3 separate regions of the Mus musculus genome follow, and regions 1 and 2 are each linked to region 3. Evidence: chromatin contacts called from public Hi-C and HiChIP or PLAC-seq data. All regions are on one chromosome and are shown on one strand. Each heading gives the region's core, a stretch centred on a gene start, on an enhancer-like site or on the middle of the called end of the contact. The rest is flanking DNA. Distances are from core to core; before and after follow the strand shown. Region 1 overlaps Rad51b (RAD51 paralog B). Region 2 overlaps Rad51b (RAD51 paralog B). Region 3 overlaps Gm51985 (a long non-coding RNA gene).

Region 1 (3,367 bases), core at 339-2,838, 370 kb after region 3:
AGGGAGGCATGTGAAGAAACCTGATGATTTCATCAGAGCTGAATGAGAAGGGATCCCTCTGATGACTCATGCATGGCTAGATTTCCATCAATCATTAATTTGAAAAATGAATGAGTGGGCAAAGGAACAAACCAGTAATGATGAGGACACGGTAACTCTAGCTAAAATTAGAGGTTTCTTCAAAATTAACTACAGAAAACACACACACATACACACACACACACACACACACACACACACACACACACGCACACACACACAATCTTAACAAGTTAAAATTGTAGGCTCTCGCTTTACCCTTTAGTTGTTCCAGCTTTGTCCAGGACCCCAACCTTATACCCACAGGGCACATGGGATATAAGCCTGCCAAAAATAATTATGTGCTGAATAAACTAATAAGTGGGGCAAATTAAAATGAAAACATACTGAGACTGAGAGGGAAATGAAGTGTTCTATATTTTTTAAATTAAGGAAAGTAATCAAGTTAGAATAGTCCTTTTTCCTTTGAAGTTATAACCAAAAGTCACATTTTACAAAGCTGAAAAAGGGCATCGTCTCTATTACAGTCTCACGACCAAGCATTGTGCCTCCTTTGCTATGAAGCACTGGTGCACCACAATCCTCTTTGTCACACTGTTGGCTCCCATTCGCTCGCTTCTTACAGTTTTGCAAGAGACTCAAAGTCATAAGTTTGCGATTGTAAACACTTTCCTTGGTAAAGGGCACATACAGTCTTGCTTAAGAGAAAAGATATGATATGTGGAGGATATCCAAGAAACTTAAAGCTACGACGTAACTGCAGAGACCATGGTAATCTATTCCTTACTTTCTGGTCTGTAGTTTGTCTGGGGCTCTTTGATTACACCTGACTTACATCATTCTGTTGCTGATCCTAATCTATATCAGTCACCTATTCAATGTTCACTCCCTCAAGGGCAGTAACCATGTCTTCTCCTATTACTGTAATGTCCATAATGCTGAACAGTCCTCAACACGGTGGATACTGTATACTTCTTAACCAATCTAACAGGAAGATGCAAACAGAGATGCCCTAATTTCAAGGACTAACAATAACATTAGACTGCTCTCTTCATCAAGCCATGACAATCCTGAACATATTTTCTCCCTTGTTATCTTTGTCTTCCATTACAGAAGTGTAAGTGCCTCTTTCCAAACTGAAAAACATTTTCCATTGTAAGTTATACTCACAGCTGGGATCCTGAAATGTTCCCCCAGCAAAGATTTCTATCTGTGCTGCAAAGGGAGAAAGTGCAATGCATGAGCTTAATTCTTTAAACAAATCCAGAAACTCTGGTCCTTGGGCCTAGACAGCCCTCTTAGCTGGCTTGTTTGTTTAATGCCCCATTGCTACTTACCCTTGAGCTCCTGCTGGTAAGCAGTCAAGTGAGTGTGATCAGACTGGGACAGACTAGTGCTGGCGCGGTGGGTATGATCTCTATTATTCTAACAGCTAACATGCCATCCTACACAAAAAGAGCATTGAAAAAGGTAGATACCATGGAGAGGAAGCAGAGGTTAAGAAGCAGCCTAAACAAATACGTTACTCAGAACAGCTCATTTCCCAGCACTCTTGCTTCATCTTGGCTTGGTTAAACAGACTGCAGGCAAAGGGTAAGCATATCACCTTTTACTGTGGTTGATTGTCCATTTTAACTTTTAGATATTGTAGAAAAGTCAGGTTGCTGTGTCATACAGCCGTCACTGAACACTTGTGGTAATACTTCTGAAAGAAATAGTAACTACTTTTAAGAGAATTCCAAGTTCACTGTCAGTCTCTTAGCTTTTCCTCAGAGCACTTCTGAGAAACCAAATACGAATGTTTCTCATCTATTGATGAAGAAACAAGAGAAATATGCAGTTTTGCGCCAAGCAAACCATTTGGATGCTGCTTAGAAAATATGGCCTTGGTCCTCTGTATGGATGCCCCTTGTTGCTGAGGAAACTGGAACAACAACAACAACAAAAACAGATTAAAATATAAGGTAGTATGGAGTACTTCCTGAATAGGTCAAATAAAGCAGTGCACAGAACAGCACTGACACCCAAGTGCAAGGCCAAGGGAAATGTAAGAATGGAAGAAGCGCAGGAATGCTGTCCTGAAGGAGATGAGGGAAGAACGGAAGGCTGAGGGAACAGCATTATATAACCAGGCAAGACAGGCAGAAGCACGTCATGTTCAGGTGACCCAATGGAGCCTGTGTGGATGGAACTGAGATTACTGAGTGAAAGCCCACATGAATGAAAACCACAACAGAGTTAACCCCAAGCCAGGCAGTGGGAACACAAGCCTGTAATCCCAGCATGAGAAAGGCAGAAGCAGGAAGGTCACAGTGAGTTCAAGGCCAGCCTGGTCTACAAAGCTAGTTCCAGGAAAGCTAGGGCTACACAAAGAAACCCTGTTTCAAAAACCCAAAACCAAAATAGTAATAATAATAATAACAACAATAAAAAGGTAACCTTAAAGTTTAGAAAAATTCTGAGTGACTAAAAAAAAGGAACTGAACATGATTTTTGTTATGAAGCTGAAAATATATAAATGTGAAAATATAAGCTGCCCCTAAGTTATCTGAGTAAAAGCTCTCCTCTGATATTCATTCACAAAATGTTCCGATCTAAACTTCTGATTATAGCCTCTTTGATCAAAGACAAATCTTTTATTTTTAATTCTTACAAAACTATATATCTATAAAACAGAGATCAGGGAGAGAGACATAGCCTTACAGATTGGTCACTCAATTACAGCACAGAAAATGTTACTTTCAGAGACAATGACAGAGGAAGAAGTGTCCAAAAAGATACCATGAAAGGCTCCACGTGAGCACTGATTCTTGCTGGGTCCTCCTGGTTAAGGTTAATAAATAAAAGGACACAGCAGCTGACACTTATGATTAACCATGGCATAGTATTTCAAGCTATGAACAACGGGAGAGTTTCGGGAACCAGCAGAACTCATACATTCATTCAACATATGACCTTGGCTTGTCTGGCCTGTAGGTGACCCGAATTGAAGAGAAATGTCTGGCTTAAAATTTAACTGGGTGTCTGAAATCCTATGTCACATGGCTGGAAGTCAGTAATGTTGCAATTTCTGGAACCTCCACTTCTGTCAATGCGACTGGAAGGTGTACAGGTGAATTTAAAGAGAACACTGAGAAAACTAGCTAAGTGATTAGTTTCAGACAGCTCTTGAATAATTCCCAAACACTTGGGGCCAGTCTCAGTGAACCACGATTACACAACCAAGGTAATTTTATTCCCTGCCATGAGCAAGTGCCCTCTAGATTATAGTGGTAAACAGCTCTTGGTGATTAATGAAATCAACTCTTTCTCTGCCCTCTAGTGAGGG
Region 2 (3,406 bases), core at 760-3,259, 280 kb after region 3:
AGTACCTTTCTCAACTCTTAGAAGATAACAAAAAAGACAAAGTTTTTAGTCAGCAGGGGTAGAATAGGTAGAATGTAATATCTGATCTTGTTTAGCAGCAGAAGAAATCTTAATGGTCAGCAAACTAGTAACTTAAGTCAATTAAATATTTCTTAATTCTTTAAGATTTTTATATGATTCTAACACACCCCTCCCTGACCCACCCCCACTTCTCAACCCCTCCAAGTTTGTGTCCTCTTTTTAACGTTTTTTTAAAAAAATAACTGACTCCAATTTGTGCTGGCTGTATATGCCTGGGTATGGGGCCATCCACTGGAGCAAGGGGACATCTAGTGACAACCCTCTTAAAGAAAAAATGACTCTCTTTCTTCCATATCAGTTGTCCATAGCGCTCGGGTAGGGGTAGGGGCTTGTGAATCCCCCTCTCTCTGTGCTACAGTGCTGACTGGCATGACACTTATAAATCTTGCACAGGCAACTACAGCTGCTGAGAGCTTGTAAGCACAGCCATCCTTGAATGTTCAGAAGACACTACTTCATTTTCGTCTTCCCTGACCTCTGATTCTTACAAACCTTCTGTGTCCCCTCCTTCAGTGATCTGTAAACCCTGAGGAGGGAGTGTGATATAGACAGACACCTCATTTGTGGGTGAGCACCCCTGACACTTACTCTCCACACTTTGACCAGCTGTGAGTTTCTGTATTAACCACCACCATCCAGTGTTTAGGGAAACTTTTTCTAAGGAGTCTCAGGGTGGCACTAACCTACAGGGAGGGAGATGTGAGTTTAGAGTGCAGTTAGTGTCCATTTAGTGAATGAATAGGAGTAAGCTCAACCATGGGGCCTGTGAGCACCCCATCATGGGTTCTTAGCCAAATTTACCTGGTATGTGTTTCCTTCTGTGGACCGGGCTTTAAATCCAATCAGAAATTTGGGTCATCCTATAACATTCATCCCGCAATCATGGGCATATCTGACCATGAGGGTGACTGTTTGCAGTTCCCAGGATTCCCAGGGTCATATCTAGGTAACTCGGTTGATGACTTTTTTTTACCTCAGTGGCCTGCATAGCCCCTTACAGTACTATGAAAGCTACCCAGCAAAGTAAGCTTCCTGGTCAGTACTAACTTGATTTTTCCACATCTTATGAACAATGCCTTAACCAACAGGGTCTTACCATCAAGTTCTAGTAGGCAACTAGGAACAATGACAATAACTTGTGTTGTTTGGAGTCTCTAGGATACCTCTGATCAACAACTTGAGGTGAGGGAATCCCATATCTTGCACTGGGATTTTTGTTTGTCTTCTGGGATGAGCATAATCCTCTGTAACATGAACTTCAATCTCTCTCTCTCTCTCTCTCTCTCTCTCTCTCTCTCTCTCTCTCTCTCTCTCTGTCTCTCTCTCTCTCTCTCCCCCCCCAACACAAAGCTTATAAAATAGTAGGTTTCCACATGGTGTGTTCAAACAAGTTAGACTAAAAAAAAAAAGACATCATGAATATGAGAAATGCTATCATTCATTCTGTGTGTGGGCATGTTAGAGACAGATTTTATCATCTATTTTCCACTGAGTGAAGCAGTCACCTGCTTGAGTTCAATAGCCCAGATAACAGGAGGAGCATGCAGGTTTTCTTGATTCTCTTCCTTCCTAAAGTAACAGTAGGAAGAGGAGAGAGGGTCTCTGAGCCCAGGTCTATTTAGCAGGTGACTTCTTTATGCCTTGAAGTGCTGGCTTAGAGAATTCAATCTATTAGTCATGAACTATGGGATCTCATGTCCAGACATGTACTATAAAACTGTCCCAAGTCACTGGATAACAAGCCACCAGTCATACTAATAAATAACTCTGAGCTACATGGGCAAACAGCTACAGTTTCTGGAAAGACAAGCATGAAAAAGAGTCTACATAAATTGTGTCAAGTTTTCTGATACATTGGACTGGTCATTTCTGAAACTAAACTCTTCATGGAACTATTTGCAACAGAGTTCAAAGGGTAGACAGGAAAGAGAAACCATCACATGACGTCAGGCATCTCAAGGAGTTCTTTGCCCAGAACACCACTGTCTCCTGTGCCCACCCTCTGGCAGAAAATGAGCATAGCCTGCTCCACAGAATCAGTGAAGTTTCAAAATCGCCTTAACTAGCCAGGAGGGCTAGGCGCTGTGATTGTAAATAGGCAGCCCACTGAAGAACAGGGCCAGTGGGAGAGACAGCTTGACCAGAATTCCAGTATCAACTCTACTCACTGCCAGCCAGGTATAAGCACAGTGATGAGTCACTGCCTTTCCTGGGCTCCAAAGGCATAATCATTCTTTTTGTACTGAGAATAGTCTATCTGCTCCAGGAACATTTTTTAAAATATTACTTTTTGTACCTTAAAGCATCCTAATTGCAGAGATGACAGTGACTTGGTCTTTTTATCCAAACAAAGCCTTGGGTGAGTCAGACAGTCTGAATTTTGATCCCAGATCTGTTAAAGCTTGTAGAATGCCTTGCTCTTAAGGAGACAGAGGCCGGAACTTTCCTGTGAGAAATTGTTCAGGTTCATTGAGCCCTTTCATCGCCAAGGCTTGAGAAATGTCCTGGAGTGATTTTTCAGCATGCTCTACTCTTGCTTCCCGACCATGACAGTGTCTGGCCAACCCTCCTGCTCCCAGAGAGCCCCTGGGCGAGGCAAACAGAAAAAAGAGAGCAAGCAAAGGAAAGAGTTCTCTCTCTCTCTCTCTCTCTCTCTCTCTCTCTCTCTCTCTCTCTCTCTCCCCCTCCCTCCCTCCCCCCACCCCGTGTGTGTGTGTGTGTGTGTGTGTGTGTGTGTGTGTGTGTAGAGAAATGGATTAAAAACAGGGTAGGCTCACCATCAGGTCCAAAGGGCTGTGCTCCCAGGCATGGGCCCCCATTCCTCCCACTGTCTTCCTACCCGCTTCCATCTTTGGAAAGAGATATCCAGCATTTGTTGTGAGGGAAAGTCAGACTAAATATTCTGGAATTTGAGTATCACGAAAACAAATCTGGTTTTACTATTCACTGGTTTAGTTTTGCCAAGCTCTGGAAAATTATAAATCATTCCATGATGAAAAGAGAGAGAGAGAGAGAGAGAGAGAGAGAAATAGAGAGAGATCATGTCCCTCTTCAGCTCAGAGAATATCAACTATCAGCTCTACAATAAAGAACCGATAAGGCTTTGGGATGCCAGTCTGCTATTTCCATTGTGAGGGACTGAATGTAGGACAATGGCTATCTGGGAAAATGTGAACGTTGTCAAGGCTTTTCTTTTTTTTAAATATTTGTCATAAAACACCAAGCTCCAATTTGACCAGAAGAAAACACGCCTGTGGGATTCCAGCAGCCTGCCTATATTTCGTTTTGGCTCTGGCACGAATCTGCTGAGCAATTCTGGGAAGTG
Region 3 (2,993 bases), core at 85-2,584:
TTTGCAGTGTCTGCCTTCACCAAACAGACTCAAAAGGAGAAGATGATACAGTTCTGTCTCCAAAGCCTGGGCAAGCGAGAATCAGAGTTGTGCTGTGTTTAAATAGGAAGGGGAGGGGGGAGAAGGCCACGAGAAAAATGAGTGTGGTGGTATCATGGGAAAGAGCGAGACAGGAGGGTAGCCTCTTCGGGTGGGGGTTGTCACCTAATGAACACTTCACAGGGCTTGGCCTAGCCATCAGGGAAGGCTCTCTGTGGAAAAGGCATTGAAGATGGATATCCAAAAGATTTTTGTCCCACTTCTGCCCTCATAGTCAGCTTCAAGGTGGAGTGGACAGCCTGGGGCAGCTAGCTCCACACTATAGTATTCTAGAATGTGAGTCTTAAACAAAGGATACAGTAAAACACAGGTCTAACCCCAGCTAAGTACCCAGGTGAGTCAACATTTAGGACTCCAGGAAGAACTGCTTAGACTCTTGTGGGAGCCCAGACGAGAAATTCTGGTCTGCTTGTCAGTCTCGGCAGGTAATGAACAGCTCTCAGCCCGGGGCGTACACAAATCATGAGCCGAGGTCCTGGGATAGGTCACTCTAAGCCCTGCAGGGGAAGTGACTGGGAACATCCAGTCATGCCAGCAGGTGAGAGGGAATTACAGGTGTGATCTGAAGAGTGGTTGGGCTGGTTGCAAGCCTGCAACCTGCCCATGGAAAACTGGTTCCATTTGTAACAACTGTCAACTCCGCCCCCCACCCCCACCCCCCTTGAGCCCAGAGAGGTAGGCTAGCTAGACAGAGTTTGGGGGGAACTGTCAGTCTTGTTGACCTGCAGAAGCCTCCCCAGACTCTGATAGACAGTAGCGAGGCTCCTTATGCTTTATTGGAAGACAGGCATTAGGCCGGGATGGTTACAAACCTTCAGAACCAACATCAGAGTGGACACTCCAATCAGTCCTGCGGTAATCTAGGTGGGATGGACAGCAAAGAATACGAGGCATGGGTAGATGGGAAAGGAGACTTTGAAACACAATGTAACAATGTTGCTTCGATAGTAACATACACTGGGAACATAGACCTATGGAAGTCTCTCTCTCTCTGTGTGTGTGTCTGTCTGTGTGTGTGTGTGTGTGTGTGTGTGTGTAGAAGAGCTAAGAAAAAAAAGTTAAGAAAAAGAAGAAGAAACAACAACAACAGCAGCAAAAAACCTAAACCCAAACCTAGCCTTTTCTATCCCTGTAACCATTAGAAAGAAAATGAAGTCTAAATTGTGTTCAGAGCCGCTGGGACAGAGGAAGAGAGGCAAGAATGGAAAAAACAGGCCGTAAAGATGCCAGGACTCCTTAAGCAGAAACATCTGTTGAAGTCATAAGACTCAGGGCCGGTCAGGCTCCTAACAAACCCAGGAAGAGGAGAGTCTGCACTGGATCAGGATGCCCCTTGTGTCCTGCGCAGGCCCCTGGGACAGCATACGTGCAAGCAGAAGGGATACCTTCTCCAGAGCTCCACCTGGCCTGGCTCCTGGCAAGAGAGGAAAGAAGAGGGAGGAGCCTGGGGCAGCCAGGGGGCAGAGATGGCACGGCAGTTTGGAGTGTGTATTTATTTAAAGCTTTAGCTTACTGGGGCAGCCTGGGGAACCACATGTCTAAACTTCTGCAGCTGAAGGAGGGGGAAGGGAGGAGCTGCTGATCTCAGGAGCTGGGGGCTCTGTTTAATTTTTGCAAATTGTAGCACCTTCTCTTATTTGTGCCTTCAGCTTGAGCCAACTATCTCAGGCTTGCCCATTTTGACAGTTACCAAAATGGCAGGTCCCATCTCTCAACCAGATAATACTCTCTGTGCCACATTCCTGCTAAGTAGCACCTCATTTAACCCTCTGGCAAATGTGCCATTGCTGTTGGGGGGAAATTATATATATATATATGTATCGGTCTTCAGGAAGGTTCTTGTATGAATACTACATTCCAGAAGAAAACTGAGGCCAGACACTGTTAAGGGACTCCCAGGTCTCCCAGTCATACACTCCAAGAACCATCCAAGGAGCTGCCTCTCTGTCCTCCCATGAAATGAATGTGAAAAGCAGCAGCAGCCAAGCACTGCCGAGGGAACAGCTGTGCTCAATCAGCCCAGCATTCATGCAAACCTCGAGAGTCCGTCCCCCCCACCTCCCATCCCCTGTGGCTCATTCATCTATCTCTATGCTCCATATCATCTGCCTAGGTGTACAGATGGAACCACAGCCACAGAGCATGCCACCTCCTCAGGGAAACTACCAAGCCCCCCCACCCTCCCCCCAGCTCCACATACACACCACTGTCATGGCAACAACATCCTGCTGTCTCTCAAGGAAACACAGGTAGTGAACGAGATGAAAACCAGACCCCACTTTACTTGCTTGTGGGAAGTGGGGAAGGTTCTGGAAGACTCCATTGGGAAGGCTAGATTTGATTTCTCTTCTAGGAGCTTCCCCTTCAGGCTGGCCAGGCCTGGAACTTTCATCGACATAGCTATGTTGTCTACATTAGACAGCTCCCTGGGACCCATATTTCACATTGAGATGAAAGTATACATGGGTACAGTTGGAAACAGGGTTCATGACTAGGGGGCTAATAATACTCACAGACAGCACACAAATGTGACAGCTAGAGGAAAAGCTGAAACCCCAACATCAGGGTAGGAAAGGCTACTACTATTAATGGTCCTTGAACAATTCTGGGATGCTATCATTCATGAGGTTGGGGCCTGCCGGTGTGGGTCCCCTGCCTCCATCAACCCCACGGGGTAGGTAGTATCACACCTACCCTAAAGAGAGGGAGCTGCAGGCAGAGGGCTCACTTCTCCTTCTGCCACATATTGCCAAGTGCAAAACTGGAACCAAAATCTGTAAGGCTCTTTTCTGAGTACCACTGTATCACAGACTGTGATGTGTGTTATGGTACCTAGTGGGCCCCTGCAAGCTCACTCCCTGATCCAGTGGGGTCTGTGGTTCTTCATGGAACAA

Evidence for each region. HiChIP or PLAC-seq counts read pairs in DNA pulled down with a chosen protein or histone mark. A called contact is a pair of places that touch in the nucleus more often than the background predicts.
Region 1: a CTCF HiChIP or PLAC-seq map of the NIH/3T3 cell line shows a contact between it and region 3, with 5 read pairs. The contact joins two enhancer-like sites.
Region 2: a Hi-C map of embryonic fibroblasts shows a contact between it and region 3, with 4 times the contacts expected there. The contact joins two enhancer-like sites. A contact is called at or near these places in 4 of 484 Hi-C or Micro-C datasets (the N1E-115 cell line, bone marrow-derived dendritic cells, bone marrow-derived macrophages and 1 more) and 4 of 115 datasets of contacts at active chromatin or transcription factors (bone marrow-derived dendritic cells, embryonic basal ganglia, embryonic stem cells and 1 more).

What each region holds. Positions count from the first base shown.
Region 1 is chr12:79,557,817-79,561,183 of GRCm38.p6, reverse strand. The region is part of intron 7 of Rad51b (RAD51 paralog B); the gene reads right to left. Among named protein-coding and RNA genes, the nearest start is that of Gm36048, 240 kb to the left of the region's middle. Within about 2 kb of position 1,588, at least 49 of the 459 cell types and tissues checked have an H3K27ac peak or open chromatin away from gene starts, as enhancers often do. A contact at or near this core is called in the NIH/3T3 cell line, where this site is marked.
Region 2 is chr12:79,648,149-79,651,554 of GRCm38.p6, reverse strand. The region is part of intron 7 of Rad51b (RAD51 paralog B); the gene reads right to left. Among named protein-coding and RNA genes, the nearest start is that of Gm36048, 150 kb to the left of the region's middle. Within about 2 kb of position 2,009, at least 43 of the 459 cell types and tissues checked have an H3K27ac peak or open chromatin away from gene starts, as enhancers often do. A contact at or near this core is called in embryonic fibroblasts, where this site is marked.
Region 3 is chr12:79,927,617-79,930,609 of GRCm38.p6, reverse strand. All of the region lies in intron 1 of Gm51985 (a long non-coding RNA gene), which reads right to left. The region is part of intron 2 of 9430078K24Rik (RIKEN cDNA 9430078K24 gene); the gene reads left to right. Among named protein-coding and RNA genes, the nearest start is that of 9430078K24Rik, 7.2 kb to the left of the region's middle. Within about 2 kb of position 1,334, at least 87 of the 459 cell types and tissues checked have an H3K27ac peak or open chromatin away from gene starts, as enhancers often do. A contact at or near this core is called in the NIH/3T3 cell line and embryonic fibroblasts, where this site is marked.